7 separate regions of the Mus musculus genome follow, and regions 1, 2, 3, 4, 5 and 6 are each linked to region 7. A link is a contact called in public Hi-C and HiChIP or PLAC-seq data. All regions are on one chromosome and are shown on one strand. Each heading gives the region's core, a stretch centred on a gene start, on an enhancer-like site or on the middle of the called end of the contact. The rest is flanking DNA. Distances are from core to core; before and after follow the strand shown. Region 1 has its middle 87 kb from the start of Gm40388. Region 2 holds the start of Tspan13 (tetraspanin 13). Region 3 overlaps Hdac9 (histone deacetylase 9). Region 4 has its middle 27 kb from the start of 9130015A21Rik. Region 5 overlaps Hdac9 (histone deacetylase 9). Region 6 overlaps Hdac9 (histone deacetylase 9). Region 7 holds the start of Snx13 (sorting nexin 13).

The links. Hi-C and Micro-C count contacts between places; a contact is called where the count stands out from the background. HiChIP or PLAC-seq counts read pairs in DNA pulled down with a chosen protein or histone mark.
Region 1: a contact with region 7 is called in an H3K4me3 HiChIP or PLAC-seq map of bone marrow-derived macrophages, with 5 times the contacts expected there. The contact joins the enhancer-like site here to the promoter of Snx13 in region 7. A contact is called at or near these places in 4 of 39 promoter capture datasets (the 3T3-L1 cell line and liver) and 3 of 115 datasets of contacts at active chromatin or transcription factors (the NIH/3T3 cell line, bone marrow-derived macrophages and microglia).
Region 2: a contact with region 7 is called in a Hi-C map of cardiomyocytes, with 4 times the contacts expected there. The contact joins the promoter of Tspan13 here to the promoter of Snx13 in region 7. A contact is called at or near these places in 1 of 39 promoter capture datasets (pre-B cells), 1 of 484 Hi-C or Micro-C datasets (cardiomyocytes), 3 of 115 datasets of contacts at active chromatin or transcription factors (effector CD8 T cells, microglia and thymic regulatory T cells) and 1 of 9 other capture datasets (liver).
Region 3: a contact with region 7 is called in an H3K4me3 HiChIP or PLAC-seq map of bone marrow-derived macrophages, with 4 times the contacts expected there. The contact joins the enhancer-like site here to the promoter of Snx13 in region 7. A contact is called at or near these places in 3 of 39 promoter capture datasets (the C10 cell line, hippocampal neurons and pre-B cells), 8 of 115 datasets of contacts at active chromatin or transcription factors (the 230-238 cell line, astrocytes, bone marrow-derived macrophages and 4 more) and 1 of 9 other capture datasets (adipose tissue).
Region 4: a Hi-C map of liver shows a contact between it and region 7, with 2.6 times the contacts expected there. The contact joins the enhancer-like site here to the promoter of Snx13 in region 7. A contact is called at or near these places in 2 of 39 promoter capture datasets (both in liver) and 1 of 484 Hi-C or Micro-C datasets (liver).
Region 5: a contact with region 7 is called in an H3K27ac HiChIP or PLAC-seq map of microglia, with 9 times the contacts expected there. The contact joins the enhancer-like site here to the promoter of Snx13 in region 7. A contact is called at or near these places in 4 of 39 promoter capture datasets (the 3T3-L1 cell line, the C10 cell line, hippocampal neurons and 1 more) and 5 of 115 datasets of contacts at active chromatin or transcription factors (astrocytes, bone marrow-derived macrophages, cardiomyocytes and 2 more).
Region 6: an H3K27ac HiChIP or PLAC-seq map of extraembryonic endoderm stem cells shows a contact between it and region 7, with 4 times the contacts expected there. The contact joins the enhancer-like site here to the promoter of Snx13 in region 7. A contact is called at or near these places in 4 of 39 promoter capture datasets (the C10 cell line, hippocampal neurons, pre-B cells and 1 more) and 3 of 115 datasets of contacts at active chromatin or transcription factors (astrocytes, bone marrow-derived macrophages and extraembryonic endoderm stem cells).

The regions. Positions count from the first base shown.
Region 1 is chr12:35,831,704-35,835,104 of GRCm38.p6, reverse strand. No RefSeq gene overlaps it. Among named protein-coding and RNA genes, the nearest start is that of Gm40388, 87 kb to the right of the region's middle. Within about 2 kb of position 1,309, at least 100 of the 459 cell types and tissues checked have an H3K27ac peak or open chromatin away from gene starts, as enhancers often do. A contact at or near this core is called in bone marrow-derived macrophages, where this site is marked.
Region 2 is chr12:36,040,979-36,043,943 of GRCm38.p6, reverse strand. It overlaps Tspan13 (tetraspanin 13), which reads left to right and starts at 1,466. Exons shown (of 6, transcript NM_025359.3): 1 at 1,466-1,693. The coding sequence starts at 1,631.
Region 3 is chr12:34,431,569-34,434,698 of GRCm38.p6, reverse strand. Hdac9 (histone deacetylase 9) reads left to right here. Exons shown (of 28, transcript NM_001271386.1): 6 at 1,468-1,618; 7 at 2,710-2,836. Among named protein-coding and RNA genes, the nearest start is that of Gm51984, 220 kb to the right of the region's middle. Within about 2 kb of position 1,583, at least 39 of the 459 cell types and tissues checked have an H3K27ac peak or open chromatin away from gene starts, as enhancers often do. A contact at or near this core is called in adipose tissue, bone marrow-derived macrophages and microglia, where this site is marked.
Region 4 is chr12:35,666,631-35,669,557 of GRCm38.p6, reverse strand. No RefSeq gene overlaps it. Among named protein-coding and RNA genes, the nearest start is that of 9130015A21Rik, 27 kb to the left of the region's middle. Within about 2 kb of position 1,612, at least 9 of the 459 cell types and tissues checked have an H3K27ac peak or open chromatin away from gene starts, as enhancers often do. A contact at or near this core is called in liver, where this site is marked.
Region 5 is chr12:34,484,670-34,487,592 of GRCm38.p6, reverse strand. All of the region lies in intron 4 of Hdac9 (histone deacetylase 9), which reads left to right. Among named protein-coding and RNA genes, the nearest start is that of Gm51984, 270 kb to the right of the region's middle. Within about 2 kb of position 1,437, at least 33 of the 459 cell types and tissues checked have an H3K27ac peak or open chromatin away from gene starts, as enhancers often do. A contact at or near this core is called in bone marrow-derived macrophages and microglia, where this site is marked.
Region 6 is chr12:34,198,628-34,201,588 of GRCm38.p6, reverse strand. All of the region lies in intron 23 of Hdac9 (histone deacetylase 9), which reads left to right. Among named protein-coding and RNA genes, the nearest start is that of Gm51984, 15 kb to the left of the region's middle. Within about 2 kb of position 1,353, at least 27 of the 459 cell types and tissues checked have an H3K27ac peak or open chromatin away from gene starts, as enhancers often do. A contact at or near this core is called in extraembryonic endoderm stem cells and second pharyngeal arch cranial neural crest, where this site is marked.
Region 7 is chr12:35,045,602-35,048,548 of GRCm38.p6, reverse strand. Snx13 (sorting nexin 13) reads right to left here and starts at 1,360. Exons shown (of 26, transcript NM_001014973.2): 1 at 1,138-1,360. The coding sequence starts at 1,152.

The DNA of each region.
Region 1 (3,401 bases), core at 60-2,559, 790 kb before region 7:
GGTGAGGGTGGTGAAGACACAATGAGTTATCTGGGAAGAAGACTTTGGAGACCAGCACCAGAGTGCAGATCTAGGTTAATTCAGGATTTCACTGGCATATGTATACATACTTCATTCAGTCAGCTATAGTCCAATAATCTTGAATGGTGTGCAACTGTGTAATGTGAGGGTGTACGTGAGGAACAGCATGTCCTAGCAGTGTGTTTGTGGACAGAGGGCAGGAAGCAGGCAATGCCCTGGGCTTGGCACCATTTTGTGTGTCTCTGGTATGTCGGACCCCATTATGTGTCATGTACTTCTGGAGACTCAGGTCTGCTCAAGCAGCTGGAGGAACCGGTTGTGCTTCTCACATCTTCTGTCTTTTAGAGACACCATCTGGACAGAGACTGTGCCCTCAGACCCTGCTGAGGTTGAAAACAAAACAAAAGAACCCCAAGCCCCAATTCTCCCAGCGTTTCCTTCTTTGTCCCCACCAAACTATCATTGAGTCACATTTTGAGAACTCTTGCTTGCCCAAGCTGCACTTTTTCTACTAGGAAATGCAGTTAATGTGAAGCCATTTGATGATCTTAAGAGTCCCTAGAGGATGTGGGGTTGCTCCCCACTCCAGGCCCAGCCAAATCAGACCCTTGACTGTATTGACGAAATGTCTCTCTCCTCTTATCTTGTTGGTTTAAGATAAGCTGATACAGAATTGGATCTACATTTTTCAATGCTGTTAAAATTGGTTCTAAGTCGGGGAACATGTTACCCTTTTACCACCCAGAGGCAAACAAGTTCCAGAAGAGGAGCAAGCCAGTGGTTGACGTTGTGCTCCTCAGTATTCTAGTACTTGGCTTTCAGTATCAAGGTGCAGCAAGCCGCTGGCACTCCATCCATGGCTTCTGTCTTCTAGGAAGGAATAAGACATTTTCTATGGAGATAATGTCATCCACTTTGTCTAGAACTTCACAAGATGGCAGTAAGAGAACAAATCATACAATATTTGAGCAGGTTAGTTTTTCACGCTAGTGAAATTGATTTAGATTACTTAGGATAAGAACAGCTACTTGGTGATGCAGACTCATCTCTCCCATGACTGAAAGAGGCTAAGTAGGCATTCTCCTCTCCTCTCTTCTCCTCTCCTCTCCCCTCTCTTACCCTCCCTTCTCCTCCCTTTCTTCTCTTTCTTAAGAATGTCTCATGTAGCTCAGTCTGCCTCCAACTTTCCATGTAGCCAAAGATGCTCTTTGACTTTTGATCTTCTTGCCTTTACCTCTCAAGTGCTGGGATTAAAGGGGATCAAGCTCAGGGTGTTGTGCATTCCAGGCAAACATTCTACTCACCGAGCTATAGCCCCAGCCCACAGGCATTCTTTCCTTATATCCTTTGGTCTTGTATTTGCCCTAAGGAATAAATCTCCTGTTTTTGACCATTGTTTTTGCTGCAAAAACTACGAATAAAGCCGCTCTACTGACTATAAAAATGTAGAGATGTTTCATCTGGAAATTAGTCTTGTTAGCCTACTTTTCTGTTTGTTTTTGTTCCTGTGGTCTGTGTATCCACAGAGCATTCTTCAGCTTCCTCATTTCCCTGCTCCTCTCTAGAGATTGCTAGTTACTCAGTCAGAACAGCCTTTTCTCTGCCTTGCAACCAGAATGAGTCACACTCACTTCCAGATTCTTGAATCATAGGGTTATGAATCTTTTACTTCTTGAAAAATCTTCTCCTGTAAGTTTTCAAGAGGGAGCATTTAGTAAGCAATTTTCTTTCCTGCTAGGTCCTTGCCCTGTTCCCAAGCCATGTGATTTGTCTAGAACGTTGCCTTTTCTTTTCTAATGTTGGGTGCATGACTCCAGTTCACCTCTTCTGTTTTCATCTCCTGTCTAGTGTTGCTTCAAGGATAGTAAACAACTCAACCAAACTCTTTTACTGAGACTGTTGCCAGGGGCATTGCAGATCTTTCCCACCCCCACATACAGGGGGAGGGAGGATAGGGAGTAGATGACCTCATAGGTGGCAAAAGAGTTATAGAGCAGGTGGGGTGAAAGCATTCTTAAGCAAAGCCTTCCAGTGTCTGCTTACTAGTGCTGCTGAAAGAGGCTGAGCTCTGAGTAGACATCCCAGGAAAGGATTAGACTCCAGGAGAACTAATCTCAAGATTTCTCTGCTTCTTTTCCTCATCTCAGTCCATAAACAACCCAGAGAAAATGGATCAGAACATGACTGCACTTCTGGGAAAGGGAACAGCAGAATGGGACATGGATCAATTAGTTTGAGAGGAGTATGAGGAACGGCATGTTTATAATATTTGGAAGGAAGTTAACATCAGTTAGTAATTTCTCTGTTCCCCAGAACGTGATCTTTGAACAACTCTGAAGGCAACCAGTTCTCCAAGATTAGTAAGGACCCTGATCTAATTAATCTAAAGTTAATTATTATTTAATTTACATGGCAAAGGAAAGGAGGAGGAATTTTACACTTGCCACTCGTGGTAGGTGTATATATGTTCTGTTCTGTTTCACCCTACACAGAATTTGTAATAAAGAAAGAAGAGATGCATTTTCAAAGCTACAACTGTGTAAGGGCTATGGAAATATAAAGAAACTGGAACAAAGTCCCTATTGTATAGGAAATATTCAGGGAAAACCAGTTAACTGTGGCTGTTGTTGATAATGCTGTTCACACGCCTGCTGGGGGAAGCACTTGCAGAGGACTGAGGCTAGTCAGGGTATGCACAATGGCTGGGCAGGGTGCTCAAAGACTGGTTCTGAGTGCACAGGGCTTGGGGTTGGGAGCAGTGTCTAGTCTGGGTGCAGTGTCTGGTCTGGGTGGAAAATGGCTGGGTCTGCATGCACAGTACCTGGGTCTGGGTGCATAGGATGTAGTCAGGGTGCACAGTGGTTGGTCTGGGTGTATAATGTCTAGTTTGGGTGTACAATGGCAGGGTCTGGATGCATAGTGTCTAATCTGGGTGCACAATGTCTAGTCTGGGTGCACAGTGGCTAGTCAGGACGGACAGTAGTTGATTAGCATGCACAGTATCTAGTCAAGGTTTACAGGGACTTGTTGGGCTACACAGTGACCATTGTGTTCTGACTGAGAGAAATAGAGAAATTCATAATTGTCCTCAAAGATAGGTAAGACACTTGAGAATCTTAAATCTGGGATCACAGTAACTCAGAATCTTAGCATGGTGCTTAGGTCGTGTTTCAGAGGGAGCCCTTGATGTCCACTAGAGTGAGAGACTCATGGCCTCAGGGCCACTTTGGCTACTCTAGGATAAGAGAACGACTAGTTGACATGTTTCTCTTTGAACATGATAAAACAGTAAATGGCATATATCAACTTTAGAACACGTTGAATAGCAATTCAGTTAGTTCTTGATCTTTCAAACCTAATTTATTTTACAACGGAAACAA
Region 2 (2,965 bases), core at 217-2,716, 1.0 Mb before region 7:
ATACTAATTTTTAAAAATGTTTCTGGGAATACATACAAGATTGATAAGGATTGCAAGAGACGTAAAATCCATGAGTGTTTATTTGCATGGTGAGTTCTAAAGGAAGTACAAATAGGCTGGAGTATTTGAAGAGAAGGTATTTAATTAACTTGTTTAAGTCAATGATTTTTATGTTTGTTTTTTTTGGGTTTTTTTTTTGTTTTGTTTTGTTTTTGTTTTTTGACATACATTCACCTAACCGTGAGAAGTTTTAGGCTCAAAATGTACAGTAAATTTGAAAATCGCTTTTTAAAAGATCTATTTTACTATTTTACGAGTGTTTTGCCTGCATGTGTGTACCATGTGCATGCTTGATGCCCACTAAGGTCAGAGGAGGGCACTGGATCCCCAGGACTGGAGAGACAGGTGTTGTGAGTGCCATTTGGGTGTTGGGGTCCTCTGTAAAAGCAATAAGTGCCATAACAGCTGAGCCAACTCTTAAGGCCCTTAAAAATCTCTTTATAAAACCTATTGGTAGAATTTCTTTTGATAGAAAATACCAAATAGAAAATACCAAGCCTTTACTGCCGCTTAACAGTTGGAACCCAGTAGTGAGTGCCTTAAAACCATCAGGCGCACTGGTGCATCTGATAGGACACTTTATTCTATGCAAGGGGGTCTGTCAAATAGTGCATGATATACTTCTAATAATCTAGTTAGAGGTTAGGAATCAGGATGAAGATGCAGCAAACAAAAGTGATGATAAATTAATTGAATCTGTTATCGAAAGGCTTCCTAGCTTGTATTTATGCAAAAATAGGCCCCTAAAACCCAGGATCCCACTACAAGAATAAAGACTCCTGATTTATTTTGCACATATGTATTCATAAGGTTTATTAGTATTTCAAAAATCCCTGTAGATTAAGTCCTCTTGATCTGAAATCTGTCACAATTACAGGTTACCTTTCTTACCTATGTCGAGAGAAATTAGTTTTTATTTGCTCTTTTTAGTCTTTCACTGATGTTTTTCCTTTCATTGCCCCCTTCCCTGTTCTCTGTAAATCTTTCATTCTTGTCGTCTTTCTTTCATTCAAACGAGGCCAGGTGCTTCGATTTGTTTTATCATCTCATTCAAAATGGTGCCACGTCACCCACAGGGCAAGAATGGAGAGAGGTGCTGTCATTTCTCCTGCCAGCGTGGAGCCCCGCCCTCTGCTGTTCACCTGGGAGGGGGGAAATTATACAGAGGCCACAGTCTCGTGAGCCAGAGGCCGGCTCCCTCCAGACAGTCTCGGGGCCCCCTCCTCCTCCTCCTCCTTCTCCTCCGCTGAGCTGCCCCGCCTCTCCCGGACCCCAGAGCGCATTGATTTGCATATCTCTACCTTTGTTCCCTAGCAGTGGCCAATCAGAGTGCAGGGCGAGACGAGGCGGCGGGGCGGGGCGCGCGATCGGCGGATCCGCTGCGGCCGCAGGTTGCAGAGCGGGTGGGAGCCGCTGCGGGCGCGGCACTGCAGCCCTGATCCTGAACCCCGAACCCGAGCCCCGAGCCTAGCCCGGGCCACAGGCTCAGGAGGCCAGGATCCAGAAGCTACTCGCCCAGCCCGGCGGAAGACGCCTCGACCCGCAGGCACCCGCTAGCCCACGCGCCACGATGGTGTGCGGGGGCTTCTCGTGCTCCAAGAACTGCCTGTGCGCGCTCAACCTGCTGTATACCGTGAGTAGCCCGCGCCCGGTGGCACCTGCGGGGGCCGTCGGCCTCCTCCCCGCCTGAGTATTCGCCTGCGCCCCATCCCGCGCCCCTTGCGGGCTTCCCACGCCCCAGTTTCGCCTGCAGCCCCCGCCCGGGACCCCGAGCCTGCTTGTCGCAGTCTCCGCCCGTCCTTCATTGTGGCGCTCGCCCCTCGCCCTGCTCTCTGCAGCCCTTCACTTTCGCGTTCCTTCCCACTCTCCCCATTCTTTCATCCATCCCCAGGTTTCCATCTCAATCCCTCTAGCCGCACGCTTTCGGCTGGCCATCCCATCTGGAGGTTCGGAGGCTGGAGAGCAGCCCGGGCTTAGGGGACAGGTTTGCGGGATAGTGGGGCCTGGGATGGACCAGGCGGCCTGTGGATGGCGCGCTTCTGGCACAGCTCTAAAAGCTGCCTTTTGAATGGAGGCCATAGAGCAGGTTCACAGGATATCCGTGGCTTCCGAAGTTTGTTTCGTGCTTACATAAAGTCTCTTTGTTGATGTTTCTGCCCGTGAGGTATTCGCCTGATGCTTTTCCCATGCCATCTTCCTTCCCCTTTATCAATATTCTAGCTCCATTTTTGGCGAAGTCCTTCAGTATATAGTCCTCCACCCAAGTCGTTTTTATTTTTTTATTTATTTTTTCCTCCCTACGTATCAGCATATGCCTTCCAGCTTTAACATGGAAAACTCAGTTTGATTTTTTTTTTTTTTGAGGCATAATTGTGGCTGGACAGCAGGAAGTTGAGGTGATGTTTATTGAAAACCTTCACCACCCCAGCCTTTTCATTTGTCAATTTGTTATCTATCTGTGGCAAGCGCAGTTGTCTAAATTTTATAACGGTAAAGACCAAAAAAGGCTTTACTAAGTTTTCATAACTGGTAGTTGGAGAGTCTGGACTGGAACCAAGCTGTGGAATCTAGACCTTTCCACAAGCTGCCTCTCCTGCGTGGAAGAAACTTCCTTTCGGTCATCTCATTCCATCGGAGACTTGTTCTCTTCTATAAATACATCTGGTGCTTGCAGCACCCACCCTGAAAACAAACCCAGTTTCCCTGCATTAGCAGAGCCAGGCCATCTGGGCCAGCTTAGGTTACATCTATGGACAAGAGAGGCCGCTTGTGGTTGACAAGCAGAGACACCAGGTCACGGGTCATTTTACCTTTTTTTTTTTTTTCTGGTGTGTGTCTGAAAATGATGGCAAAGCTTTGACATAGGCACCGATGGTGTATATATTTTTCTGGCTAGTTCCTGGGA
Region 3 (3,130 bases), core at 334-2,833, 610 kb after region 7:
GACTTGACATTAAAAAAGAATTTAAACATAACTATGAATTCCTAAGTAACAGTGGGTATTTGAGAATATTAAATGCGTGTAAATAAAAACAAAACACCACGATTTTCAGATGTAACATGAAGAATAAACAGAAGAACTCCCCATTATGTACGTGAGTTTGGGTCAGGCTCTTGCAGTTGGCATAAAAAGTTACCTTCTTGGGGCTCCAAAGAAACAACAAGAAGGTCCTGACAACACTCTACACAGCCTTTCATTTTTGTTCTGTTTTGTTCTATTATTTGCTATAAAATAGAGGTTTTTAGTTGTCTCATATTCAAAGGATAAATTATACTTTAGTTAGTATTAAGTTATAAATAGTAATAATTGAAATTGTATCATTCAAAACTAAAAAAAATGTATTAATTATGAACCTGATCCAAGGGAAATTATTGTTTGTCTTACTTTAATGAACAGAAGTTCTTTGTAGCCTTAGTATCTTGTCAAAGCTCAGACCAGCAGTGCCAGAGGCTAAGTAGGGCTCCAGTCTTCTGTTGTTCACTGGGTACATTTGCTTTTCTTGAGATACATGCATACATACAGGTAGGTAGGTAGATGATAGATAGATAGATAGATAGATAGATAGATAGATAGATAGATAGATAGATAGATAGATAGATAGATTATATATATTCTGATATAGATTATATATATTCTAGGTCTGTAGGGAAGGTGATATCTTTAAAAGGTCATAACAAATAACCTCATATTTTTGTTATAAATGGTTTGAAGTAAATTCAGAGAATTCAGAAAACCAAATACCAGTCCATGGAAGAACAGTTTGTGGAAGTGATTTCATTTGCAACTGTGTTTCTACTCCTGAAGTTTTCCTGTGTTAGATGACCGTTCTGAAGCCTCTGTATTTTCTAGAGTCATATATGGTTATGTAGATTACCTTACTCTAATAAGAACTGTCTCTATGAGGTGGTAAAGGTCTTAGTGCTTGTTCTAGTTCAGGTAGACTTTCCCCAAATTACCTCGCACCTTACCATTTCTGTTCACTTGAGCTTTATGCTATAGCTCAGGGTAAGAACTGATTACTTCAGTAGTCTATTTATAGTGTGACAGACTTTGTGTAATAGACACGTGGGCCGTCTCTGTCTTGGTATGTTCCTGCATTTTGTAAGTACACAGGGAAGGAAACTAAAGGTTCAAGCCAACAGCATTCAGATGACTGTGGGGACTTGGTAATGTTTGTTGATAGGGAGACACAAGGAATGGAATCATCTAAAAACCTTGCTTGGTTTAGATATAAAAACCATCATGACTTTAGTTTCCTGTCTTCATATTTCAATCATTAAAAGGTGGTTGAAGCACAAACTAAATACTTTCAAGTTCCAAAAGCTGATTAACATTGCAATTTGGGGCAGTGAGTGATGACTTTGAACCTTAAAGAAATTGCACACTCTCATGTCTTTCTCTTCTCGCAAGTTACAACAGGAACTTCTAGCCATAAAACAACAGCAAGAACTCCTAGAAAAGGAGCAGAAACTGGAGCAGCAGAGGCAAGAACAGGAAGTAGAGAGGCATCGCAGAGAGCAGCAGCTTCCTCCTCTCAGAGGCAAAGATAGAGGACGAGAAAGTAAGAGGCACCAGGGTAACAGACACACTGTCTTCTGCATCTTTAGCTGACCGTCGCAAGGAACCTGATAAATAATGAAAAATAAACTTGCCAAAAATGTCCTTGTCTAATGGAAAGAATAACGTATAGACTAAAGTGCCTGTTCACATTAGCTCTGCAGAGTTTAATGAGAAATAAACACAGCATTGGCAGAGACACAGACTGGTTCATTGGGCTTTGAAAGTAAAATCGTGCTGAAGCGACCGAGTGTAAGACTGCCTGTTTACTAGTAATAAAGTAATATCTATGTGTTTTCAGTTCTTCCTTCTTTCTGCCTAGGCAGACACTGTTCTGAGCATCAGGGTGTGCCTCAGTTCTGTATTGGTGTACTTAGACTCTGGAAAGACTCAAGGCAGAGCACTTGCAAACTATCGATCCACAAGAGGGAGACAGATCCAAATGATTGCCCTCTCTCCAGGCAGTTCAGGCTCAGGCATTGCAAAGTTTAAAGTGTGGTGATTTGAACTGAAATTACCAACGAAATTTATTTGTTTAGTACTCAAATGAATTCTAAGACAATGTTGAATTTATAGACAAGAAACTTAGGAGATCATTTTAATGTATTGTAGCTATCTGCAACATTCCCCAAGATCCCTAATTTTAGAAAGATAAAATAATATTAAAAACTAGTGTTTTGTTCCTATTCATGCATCCACTTTTGTAAGTGTTGGGGATTGAACATAGAGCCCCAGAAAGAGCAAAATAAAAAAATTGGCAAGCCGTGTGCCATTAAGACAGCCCCGACTGTCAGCAGTCTTCTCTTTAGATTTAAAGACAGATTGATGATAGTTAGCTGAATTCCCTTCCTATAAAAACGATCAAAGAAATCATTGAAGGTATTTTTGAGGGAAAAAAAAAGTAACATAAGGAACAGTTAAAAGATAGACTTCTTCCACTGTCTAAAGCCTGTGTAGATTTTTTTTTCTTTTAATAGGAAAGCACCATATGCTGTGGCCAGTGATATTTCTTCATAACCTTTGTTGAGCATTCTTGAGTGGCGAGAGGAAGTAACTCACAGTCAGTGTCTGTGTCCCTGTGTGTGTGTGTTGCAGGGGCAGTGGCAAGCACAGAGGTTAAGCAGAAGCTTCAAGAATTCCTGTTGAGTAAATCAGCAACAAAAGACACTCCAACCAATGGAAAGAATCATTCCGTGGGCCGCCATCCCAAGCTCTGGTACACGTATGTTCTGTGTTTGGCTGTTCTTATCCTGGGGGGTTGAGAGCACACAAGTTCTTTCTCTCTGTCTGAACTGGGCAAAAATTCTGGGCCTGCCACTTCTCAGTTGTGTAGCCACAAGTTTCTGGAAATCTCTAAATATCAGCTTTCTTCTCCACAAAAAGGAGTACAACAGTGCCTACCTCTAGAGTTGCTAATAAGGTCTTAAGGAAAACAAACAAACAAACAAACAAACAAAAAACATTACAAAGTAAATAGGAGCAAGCAGTGCTCAGTAATGGTTAGCATTTACCACTG
Region 4 (2,927 bases), core at 363-2,862, 620 kb before region 7:
CATCTTTGGAAGTTCTTTCTATACGTCTCTGTGTCTGTCTGTCTGTCTGTCTCTCTCTCTCTCTCTCTCTCTCCCTCTCTCTCTGTCGCTGTCCCTGTGTCTCTGTCTCTCTATCTCTGTCTTTGTCTCTCCCTCCTTCCCCACTTCCCCTTATTACCTTACAGATCATTTGTGTATATATTTTGGCATCTGGTTTTGTGAAGAGATTACTGTATGTAGCTCTGCATCTATATGTGTTTCTTGTGTTTTTATTTGACTTTTTCTTCTGTTTGTATTGTTTTGTTTTATCAGATTTTATATTATGACTCTTTAGATGCCTTGTTGTTTTCTGAGGAGAGACATGAGCATGTGGATTCTGCTGGGAAGGGGAACAGGAGAGACTATCAAAGTCGGGAAAGGAGGTACCATATTTAGAATATGTATGAAAAAAACCTGTTTTCAGTAGAAGAAAAAGAGAAAAAAAGAAAGTGAAAAATATGAATACCTCTAGTATTTAATCACTTAAAGTATTCCTAGAGTATCTACCAAATGTTAGGCTCTGTTTTTGGTATTAGAGTTAAAACTCTGAAGAGTACATATAAAAATAAACACTGTGTCCTTGGATCTCCAGAGTTTAACTGGTTGGCAGACAGCACGCTTATGTGTGTGTGGTTAAAGATCAACCTGTGTGAAGCAGGGATGCAGCTTCAGTAGACTTACTTCTCCAGGAGTGGGAAGGCAGCATGGGCTGTTAGTGGGTTGATGCATAGATTTATTTATATTTTAATTTACAATTATAAAAACAAATATGACAACATATTAATATCTGTAAAAGGTTGGTGGATATTATGTAGTATCATCTAAACTTTCATTTGGTTTCAAATGCTTCATTAATTCCAAATTAAAAACAAGTACCATTATAAAAGTGACAGCTCTTAAGTTCATAAGGAGGCACACAACCTTTCTGCATGTGTGCACACATGTGAAGAGATGTGAACAGACGTGTGCATGTGGAGTGTAGTCATCAACATTGTGTGTCTTCATCAACCACGATTATTATTATTATTTGAGATGATGTCTCTCACTTAATCTGGAGCTCAATGCTTCTGTTAGATGATCTGGCCACCAAGCCCCCGGGATCTTTGTTCTCTGTGCCTCTCTAGCACTAGAGTTACTGACGCATGCGCTACCTGCACCCAGCCTTTTCTTTTTCACATTGATTCTTGGGATTAAGCTCACGCCTTTAAGTTGTGCAGCAAGGGCTCTATCCTCAGTCATTTTCCAACCCCAAGAAGTACCTTTCTTATGAGCATGTCATATACATGGATGATGAAGTCTACAGTGTGTTGCTATAGCTAGCTCTTTACCAAGAAGGAGGCACTGTGGCAGATGGAGAGATTACAAACCTGGAATACAGGAAAAAAATTTGAATTCAAACTCCCTTTCCTCTAATTCCTAGTACCTGTGGTGACATGCTTAACCTCCTTGAAGCCTGGTTTCAAATCTGAAGACACATTGAAGGGAACAGACTTTGCTCAATGGATGTTCTGTTTGTGTCAGAACTGCAGTAGACCACATAGTTAACAATTATCCAACACTGGGATGCGGAGGACAGAGGGCTCCGTGCTTCCTAGATAAACTCTGCTGTCCCCAAACTGTGTCAACAGAACTTGGCACTAAATTCACAGGACCTCTGTGGAATGTTTCAAATATTTGAATTCTATGCCATGATGATACCTGCCAGGTACTGTTTGATCTTTTAGAGTCAGCTATTTCCCAGCTGTCACCATAGATGATGTAATAGTCTAGGAGGTTGTATTTTTTTCTTCTCAAAGTTTGGTCTTGGTTAGTTGCCGAGATAAAGTACAGTCTTGGCCTGCGGGACTCCAGGAGTTGACCTAACTGGAGTGGCAAGGGAATGAAGAAAATACTGATACCAAAGAAGAGATAGACACGTAGATGCACAGGAAAACTGGAATCATGTGGTCTAGACTCTGATGGAGAAGCCACAGCACCTTGGAAACTCACCATGTTTATTGTATACAGTTGAACAGGGAAGCATGGTTATTGTACATGACTGAACAAGGAGGTGATGTTTACAGCTGGATCTAATCTCTGTAGGCACAGTGTCTGTGGGGAGGCTGTCCAATAGTAAACATCAGAGAAGGAAGCTACAGGGTCATGTTCCACACACATGACTGTGCACATGTTGCACTTGGGTCAGAAGAAGGCTTTGCTATCCCCTAAGCTTCACCCAAGGAAGGCTTTGCCACCCCATGGGTCTGAATCCTTCACATGGCCACACCCAGTCACCAGTAGTCATTGTTCAGGACTTTAGTCCACTTCCCACAAAACACAATGCCTGTGTGAAACTGTGTGTATAGAAGGCAGTGGGTATAGGCAATGGCCACTGTGGACTAATGGTCACAGAGTGTGCAGAAGACACATACTTTGTAGTAGTAATAATACTAGTTCAAGATAAAATAGAAATATTGGTTTTAGTTTAGATGCATGATACCTTCAAGTGTAAGCAGTGTGGCTTCTTTGGATGCCAGTTCTCATTAAGATGTTTTGTCACATGTCAGAAGTAAAACTATTAGGTAGGGGTTTTTGTTTGGTGTGTGTGTGTGTGTGTGTGTGTGTGTGTGTGTGTTTTGTCTAGGAATTGCTGGAACATTCAAGGCACTATGAACACATTCCTACCTCTTCCCCAACTGCTTCATTTAATCATGATTTCTCTCAAAGACAAGTCTATTATCTCCGTTTTGCACAACTGAGGAGTGGATATACTAACTGTCTTGTTCATCACATTGAGAGTATTGTCCATCATCTGTGTCATCACTCTGCTAAGAAAGCCCACAGCCCAGCCTCTACCTCTGTAGGACACATACACATGCTATACCTACATTAAACAAACCACATGAAAAGAAATGTCCTGCAAGGACATG
Region 5 (2,923 bases), core at 188-2,687, 560 kb after region 7:
GCTTTCTTGCTTGCCTTCCTGTGATCTCTCATTTGTCTTCTTCAGTACTTGTGTTTCTCAGATTCGGCTCCTCAATAAACAGTTACATTTTAAACTTGGAATAGGAGGATCTAAACAAAGAAAGCACTATTTTGTTTGGGGATGCATTTATATACTTGTAGGTACCAAAAGTAAAATATTCAACTTCCAGTATGGCCTACAGTCAGTGAGGAAACGTTACATTGTCATATATTCTGTTTATGACTCCAAGAACTATGTGTCTATTCAAGAAAAAAATGTGCTTAAAATAGCTAATATCTAACAGTTCCAGCGTTTGACCTTTCCTCATGTGGAAATTTAAACCATATTGAGTGATTCATCTGATTAAAATTCCGGGCATCCAAGATGCTATTGTGCTAATGAAAACATATGTGTGAGTGTTAAAGTATTTTGAGGCAATAAGAGATCATTAGCCTAATAGTGTTCAGGCAAAGCCCTCCCCAAGTCTCAGTAAAGTTATAATGGTATGATTGTGGAGGTATTAATAAAGTTAATTGTAGTTACTACACCCATAGACTAGAGAATCCTCCAACAACCGAAAATATTACTTATCTAAAGGGCTGCACACATATTCTGGGTATGTTAATGCATTAACCCGAAAAGTATAACCTCACTGCTAATGGATTCCCCATAATCCTAACCCTCCTGACACCGTGGAAAATATGGAACATATTTGCTCCCCTCTGTTGCAGCAGTTTAACTAAAGGGATGATCGTAGGGGAAACATCTTCATTGTAACGAGTAAGCATGCACATCCATATGTCTCCTTTTTATGTCTCACTTTGTCACTTAAAACAGTAAAGGTGACTAAGGAGTAAACTCTGAGCAGGAGGAAGAGAAGTGGAAATCTAAGTAATAAACCTTGTGGTCTTGCTAAAGGAATCGAAATAAATGGCAAAACCTGGTCCATGGAAAACTGCCCCTGACAGTTGAGGGCCTGGTACCCTGGCTAGGCGAGGTGAGGTAAGAAAGAACAAACACTCCTTCAATGGAAGTAAGATCAGGTGGGTCTTGTTTTCTCCAGGACTCCCACAACCTGGAACTTCAGTTTATTACGTGAAGCCCAGCAGGAGGTATTAGCTAGTCAGGGCATGAGTTCTCTGTAGGTGAACAGTCTGAGACTATAAATAACCAGGAGGAGGAAGCTGTAGTCACTAGTCTTTTCACACACTGATCAATTATTTATAAACACTCACAATCACACTCCCAAGGAAAGCCCTTCCATCCCTCTTAAGTGTGGTCCATATGGGTTAGTGGATTTACCTGCTTACCATGGGGCAAACAGAGTCCTTGGCAGGCCATGCTCATGTCAAAACACATTCATGTAGGACCTCATTCACAAGAGGCCTCTTCTGCTCGCTACAGAGCAGTTAGAAGAGGAAGAAGACAGTGTCTCAGTGGCCGAGGCCAGGGCAAGGCAGCAGGCTTGAGGAAGTTAGAAGACTGAGCAGACTGTGGGTCAGTAGGTTTGTCCCTAATATTTATTTCAGTGGTTGGGCTCATCATGCCCAAGTCTACAATAAAATTACATACTCACTAAAAGGCCACTAAAAGGTAATTGAATTTATTTTTATAGATAACAAAATCGGGGGATGTTAAAAATTCTTATCAACATCAGGATCAATGCCAAGAGTTCTTTGCCTCTAGTGTTACCTGAATAAAGGTGAAAATGAAAAAAACTTAAAATGGCAAATTAAAGCCAAAGCAGCCATGAAGATGGGAAGCCCTGGAAAACCATCCAGATATAGGATCTTGTAAAGGCAGTGCAAAACCAGGCTGAGTTAAACTGTATAGCCAGATGCTATGACAGTGCCAATGGAACTAATGGCTGAGAAATTCTTCTGTGTCCATAGACATCCTAACTCTTAAAATTACCTGGTGCTTCAACACGAGCATCTCAGCTCTAGTCGAAGAGCAGAGAGGAGGACTACCATGTTTTCTATGGCCTGGGTCAGCGGGCCATATATTGTCCATCCACAGTCCTCACAGAGAGTTCTTTGCCTCTAGTGTCACCCTGATCTATTCTGCACATACTGAATCATGTTCTTAATCTGCAACAAGCCTCTCATGTGTTAACAGATGGAAAATACACCTTCCTCTCATATTCTAACACTTGTCTACCATGTCCCACTCTACCTCCTTGTAGTGTTAGGGTTCGGCCTCCAAGTGTGTCTTCCCGCCCAGCAGTGACTTTCATCTTCTCCTGGGACCTCAATTTTCATTCTGTCCTCTCCCGGATCCTGGTGATATCCTGGTGATATGTATACACACACATATATATATCTGTGCTGTCTAAAATCCCCAGTAATGGCAGATTCTGTCCATTTCCTAATATCTACACAGCACAGCCACATCCTTCAGAAGTAAGAACACTACTTTAAGCATGTTCTTATACTGAAGTTGGCACCTATAAGTTGACTACTCAAAAAACAATGACAAGAATGTATTGCTTTGCTTCTGGTGGCATTTGTTTTGAGGTTAGGGAGAGGTATTCTGGGAGGAAAGAGCATACATTTGCATGCGTTTGCACTCAGATACTCATAGGCTTGAACTGTAGTCCTGCACTTAGTAACTGATAGCTACTAACTTCATCTGAGCCTCAATGCCACATGGGATCAGATTGATACATCATGTCGCACATGTGCTATGGCAGATGGAAAACACCTTTCTCATGAAGATTTTGATGTTCTTGAGGATGTCAATAAATTCCACTTGCAGGAGTATGGTCATAGTAGTGCCTTAAAATTTAGTCACTCGCTTCCAGTGATTAGCCCATAGAAAAGCAAAATTCATCATGTAATGGTGGGAGAAGGTGGCAGATGTTTTAGCAAGTGCCAGAAGCCTGTGTGTCTACAGTGGTTGTATGGCATGGTGAGATGGACAC
Region 6 (2,961 bases), core at 104-2,603, 850 kb after region 7:
TCACTTTAAGAACAACAGAGGCAGAGCTGTTCAGCGGAATAGTTCCTTTTCATGGGTGTGTTTAATGCACACTGGATGCAGCTAATGAGCTGAAATTTCTTCTTGTAATACTTCAAAAAGAGCAACAACAACAACAAACAAAATTCTCCTTTTTTTATTTTCCTCTAATAAAAGGTGACTGGATTGGCTGTAAGAGCCATACTTGAGGATGGCTGTGCCCCAGCCAGGAGACGAGAACGGTGTCTGTCTGTGGTCATCTGCTCTGTCTGCCTCTGTTGTAGGGGATTTTGTTTCCAGTCACATACACTTCTCTGCACGTGGCCCTGGGATCATGGGAGGCAATGAAGTATGTGAGTTTCTCGGAGTGTTTACCAGGCCCTTTTGTGTTTCAGTGTATATCTGAGTGGGAGAGATAGGCCTTATTGTCTTCGGATTCTTCATAGTCTGTTTGCCAGGAAACTTCATCTCAGATTTTTTTTCCCAGCACACATTAGGCCCAGGAGTATTTTGAATTCAGTGATTCTAATGCTTGAGGTTCTTCTCTCTGAATAGCCCTTCTCTTATAGCTTCACCGGCACATTGGTCGCTTGCGAATTTGTTAGGATTTGACTCTGGAGAAAGTTCAGTGTTTGCCACCAGGTCCTCACAGACAGCAAGTAAGAGGCCTTTTCATTGTTTAGCTGTCTTCTTCCAGAGCTAATCTAGGGCTGTGACCCAGCCTCCAGCAAAAAATGAAAAGCCGAAGTACCTTGATACAATTTCTAGGCCCTAAATGATCTCATTAAATTCTGACTCTAGATATCAAGTAGACATTTGAGGAAATATGATTATTGACAAAATGTAAGCCTGTTATACACTATATTACTTCAAAAGGAGAAAGGCCATTAGGACATAATTACATCAGAAACAGTATACACATTGGGCTGGTTTATAAACTGTCACTTTCAGAAGTATGAAGACGTATAAAAGTTTCCAAAGGTCCCATTATGACCCTATTTCCAACAGTATTCTCTGACAAACTAAATAAATTACTGCATGTATTGGACCTTTGAGGCTTGGGGCAAAGAATGGAAAAATTATTTACAAAAGCTTGAAAATATTTAATCACTAGAGGCAGGGGGGCAACGGTGTTTTAATTAGCAGGTCCTCGGGCCATTGGCTGACTGGAGGCTTTCTCAAACAACCACACAAATGCACTGAATAGCTGTTTGCCAGCCTTAGGGTCAGGCCTGAGATGAAACAGATAAGATAATTGGCTCTAATGAAATCCAGAAGGCCTTGGCTTTCTTGTTTGAGCTTGGATTTGAAAAGTGCGTGTGGAAGTGAGGCTTAATTCAAACCAGAACTGAGCTAGGCCCATTTCTCAGTGACTTTGATATTGTTTGAAGTTCTGAAAGTGTTCGCCACACCGCTAGCCTGCTGGGCTGGGCCTCCCTGGTACCCTTAATTACTAAGCTTTATTGCTGACTTTACTACACAGGAAAGGGGCCATTATATGTTCCATCAACATCAGCTCTTCTCAGATTGGAGGAAAGGGCAGGGTTAAAGGCCACTGTAGGAAGGCAGCAGCTTCACTTTGAGGTAGGCAGATCATTTACCAGTGTTAAGTTTCAGTGTTATGTACATACATTCCTCACAACACAGAAGCCCGATTTCCATTTTTAAAGCAAATGATTACTTCTCTAAATATTTTCACTATGCCTCTTCCCACTCCCCCAGCAGAAGAGAAAAATAATTCCACACCATACAATATAACCGAATAAAAAATAAAATGAAAAACAAAACTTGACAATGCCTCCCAATTAATCATCATAGCAGCAGGCCAGGTCGGAATCTATAATAAGGAGGATTATTATTGATGCACCTTTGAAGTAGAGAAATCAGTGAGGAGCCCTCCTGTGCTGGGAGACACCCCGAGGAATAAAGACCCCTCAGGAGAGCCTACAGAATGAAATCCCCATTTTCAGACTCTTTCACAAAGAGGTTCCACAAAAGAGAATGCCTCCCATTCCATTCGGAAGCCAAATAGAAAAAAAAAAAAAAACAAACAAACAAACATGGAAGCGCCCTTTCCAGGACCCACTGAGTAGTGATGGGGTCACTACTTGCCACCAGTTGGTAAGGACAGAGTATGCATCTGCATGAATAAAGAAGTATCCATTCTTAGCGCTCTCAGAGATTTGCTTGTGCTAGGAAGGCTACAGGACATGCAATCTCCTCAATCATTTCCTGCCCCTTGTATCCTATCTTTGAATAGTCAATCCATGAGTGATACCATCAGACTTAAGTGTATTTTGCATTTTTTAAATAAACATGATAAAAGTGTTCTAATAATATGCATGGTCCTGTGGACAATTAAACTCTTTCTGAGTATTCTGTGTAGAGGGGCTACAGGACAGGAGCTCTCTAAGACCATGGTGTATATAGCTGCCCCTAAGTAAACAATAAGCAGTCAGAGAGAACAGCATTAGGAAGACAGAACTAAGACCTACTCTCTAGCATCTCTCTCTTCTTAGAGAAATGTAAGAGAATCTTCATAGAATTTTTCCAATCATGATCATGAGATCAGCTTGGATCAGAAAACTTAAGAGTCATAGTGTCCTCAGCTCACTTGAAATACTAACTCATTTTCCAGTAAGTACTCTTGTACACTGAGTGTTTGTGTACTCCACCATTCATATGCTCATCCCTAAAACCCAGTATGTGGTACTTGGAGATGGGACCTTTGAGTGGTAAATAAGGACTACGAGTGGTTCTAAGGGCCAGGCCCTACATTGAATCCATCAGTGCCCTTGTAGAGACTACAGCAGAGAGCTTGTTCACAGAACAAATTCAAAGATCAAGGAAAGGCTTGGGGAGTGAACACTTCCAAGCCATGAAGAGGGTCCCCAACAGAACCAACCACCCTAAGCAGGCCACTTCCCCATGTCTTGTCTTCAGGAATCTAAGAAAGTACATTTT
Region 7 (2,947 bases), core at 111-2,610:
TGTGTAGTTCCTAAGTTAACAATCAACCAATAGGGGTTTCCCAGGCACGTCGTGTTTGCCAGAATCTGGGCACAGATGAAAACAGATACTAAGGTACAAGGCACTTAGTTAGACGAGTTCCCAAAACTTGGAGAACCCAGTGTGTCCTATTGTGCCATCGCTTTTCACACAGTAAAATCCACTTGTTTCCAATGTTTCCATTTCAAAATGTCCTTTTTGGCCCGTGTAGGACTGCTTCCCAGTGACCATCAACGTGGTTTAGTACCCTCACATCAGCTCCCAAAGATGTTCAAACCGGTCCCTGACATTAGGATCCTCACAGAACCTTAAGGGAGCAGCCTCTGGGATTTTATCCAATCTACAAGCGTCAGACATCCAACACCTGCAATAGACCATTCGCCCAGCTATGTCACCTCTGGTCACTAAACTAGCTGCACCGATTAAGTTCTTCCCCCTAAAGTACTGCTAGTGCAGGCAAACTCTACTTCTTCAAACGTCTGGTTTTTGCACTGGACAGTGGGCACTAAGGAAGGGGAAACTGATTGGTTCGTCGTTGCTGCCCTACTTCCATTTCAGGTCAAATGAGAAAAACTGTTCCCACAGAGAGAAGCAAGGGGGCCATCCGCGGGTCAGGAAGGTGGATGCCAAACTGAACTTTGGGATCAGGGACTGAAGGAACGTGACGGGATGTGGGGGCAGGGGAGGAGGGCGCGAGGCCAGCGAGTGTGGCTGGAGGAACCTGGCTCACTTCGCGGAGCAGCCAATGTAGGGCTCAGGCCGGCTGCCACCGCCAGGAGGTTGACCCGACCCAGCCGGGAGGGGAAGGGCCCTGCAAGCCGGGGACACCGACAAGGGCCAGCACCGGGACGCGGGGACCACGACCGCCTCGGGGCAGGCGGAGCGGACTCCAGGAAGGAGCGACAGCTCGGGCGAAGGGGAGCGGCGGCAGGAGGAGGTGGAACTCTGCCGAGTCAGCACCGCGCCCACTCGGTGGCACTTGTGGGAACCCGGCGGCTGCCAGCCCGGCCGGCCGGGCCTCGGCTCCGGTCGGGCCCAGCGCCGGGAGCGGCGTCGGTGACGGGCGGGCTGGCGCCGGCCGCTCACCCGCCTCTCAGGTAAACAGTGGGCGCCGCTTACCTCTGTTAACATCATTACACCCCGGGGGAGTGAGGTCCTCCCTAGCCTCGCCGCATGGCAATAGCCGTAGCAGCAGCGGAAACTGCCCGGGCCGCCGCCAACGGCGGCAACTGCTGCTTCAGTCCTGTCCCGGGCGGCGGCTTTACTCGGCTTCGCTGGCTTCCCCCCGGCCCGGCTGCTCGCGACGGACGCGCCGCCATCTTGGAAGAGCGACGTCCGCGTCTCCCCGCGACGTGCGCTCCCATTGGCTGGCGCGCCGGGCGCGAGCGTCTTGTGACTGTCTCCATGGCGCCGGCGCGCGCAGGGTCGGCGGCGGGGGCTGGGCCGCGCGCGACCCGGGACCTCCTCTGCGGGCTGGATCCCGGGCCACCGTGGTGGCGGGTTTGCGGGCTGGTGGCGCAGCGGAGGCTGGGTGCCGGCGGAGAAACTGGCATCTCGCGTCTCCCCGACCCTGTGGAGCCCGTAGAGTGCTCGGGACACTCGGCTGCGGTCCCCTCCGCAGCGCGGTGACCTGAAACTGCCGCCCGCGCCGCGCCTCATTCCGAAACTTCGGCCGAAACTTGCCTCTGTTGCTCCCAGCGCTCAGTAAGTCCTGTGCTGGGTGCGCGACAGGTTGTAGACGCGATCAGGGCAGATCGCCTTCACCCCGATCCTGGCAGAGTTAAGGGCTACTGCTTTGCTGATTGGCCAGAACCTGCTCAAGCCTGAAGGCTTAGTGTTTCTTTCATAGTCTTAAAAATCAAGCAGCTTTTGCCCGGTAGCTGTAGTCTCTATGGCTTTATTGGGAATTCAAAAAAAAAAAATATATATATATATATATGTTTATATATCACAGTGAACGCATTTCAGCATGTGTCTCTGTAAGTAGTTACGAATAAAATGAGACTGAACTCCGAAGTTCTGTGGCTAGAACTGCTGATACCGTGACAACTATCTCGGTCCACTTCTACAGGAATGACAGTAAAAATCACTCGCTTCTTCCTGAATTGCCCGTGAAGTAGTTTTCTTTTCATGCCTCTGCTGTTACAAACCAATTTACAGTGAAACTGAGAAGTGTTTGGGCTTGAAAAATAAAACACTTGTATCTCATTCTTACCGGGAAAAAAAAAAAAGAAGAAGAAAAAGTTTATAAAAGAAATTGTGGAAAACTAAAGCCAGTAGTTACTTCCTTTGTGATGGAATCTGCACTTAACAATGGTACTATTGTGCTAAATGTAATTTAAGGAGGTACTCATTCTCACCACAGTGAATAAAGCAAGTGCATTACAAACCCTGTGTTATCTCTATTCTGTTCTGTCCCCCAAAATAAAATTTCATTTAAGATGTCATACAGACTTTGAAGAAAAGCCCCGACTGCTCCATTCAGTGAGTTTATAGCAAAGTTGGGTTTTTTTGTTTGTTTTTTACTGGGCAACTTATATATATATAATTTTTCTGTTACTGGAACAAGTGCATTCTAACGTCTGCAATACAACCAAATATAATTGAAGCACTGGCAGATTAATCTATAAATAGGAAACAAGATTGGAAAATGCAAACTGTGTTAATACTGAGAGAAACCAAGAGAAGAGACAACAAGGAACCTGAAAGAAGATACTGTTCCATCCTGTAAATAAGAATGCAGAAGGTTCATTAATGTTTAAAATACCGACTATTGAATTAAAACTGTAATTTAGGTGGCTTCCCTGGGTATTCTGTTCCACTTTTTCCATCAATTTCCTTTTGTATAAGATGTTTTCCCTTTTTTAAAGGTGACAAACTAGGAGCCCTAGCTGAACATGCTCAGAGCCCAACATTAAATCCCCAGGAC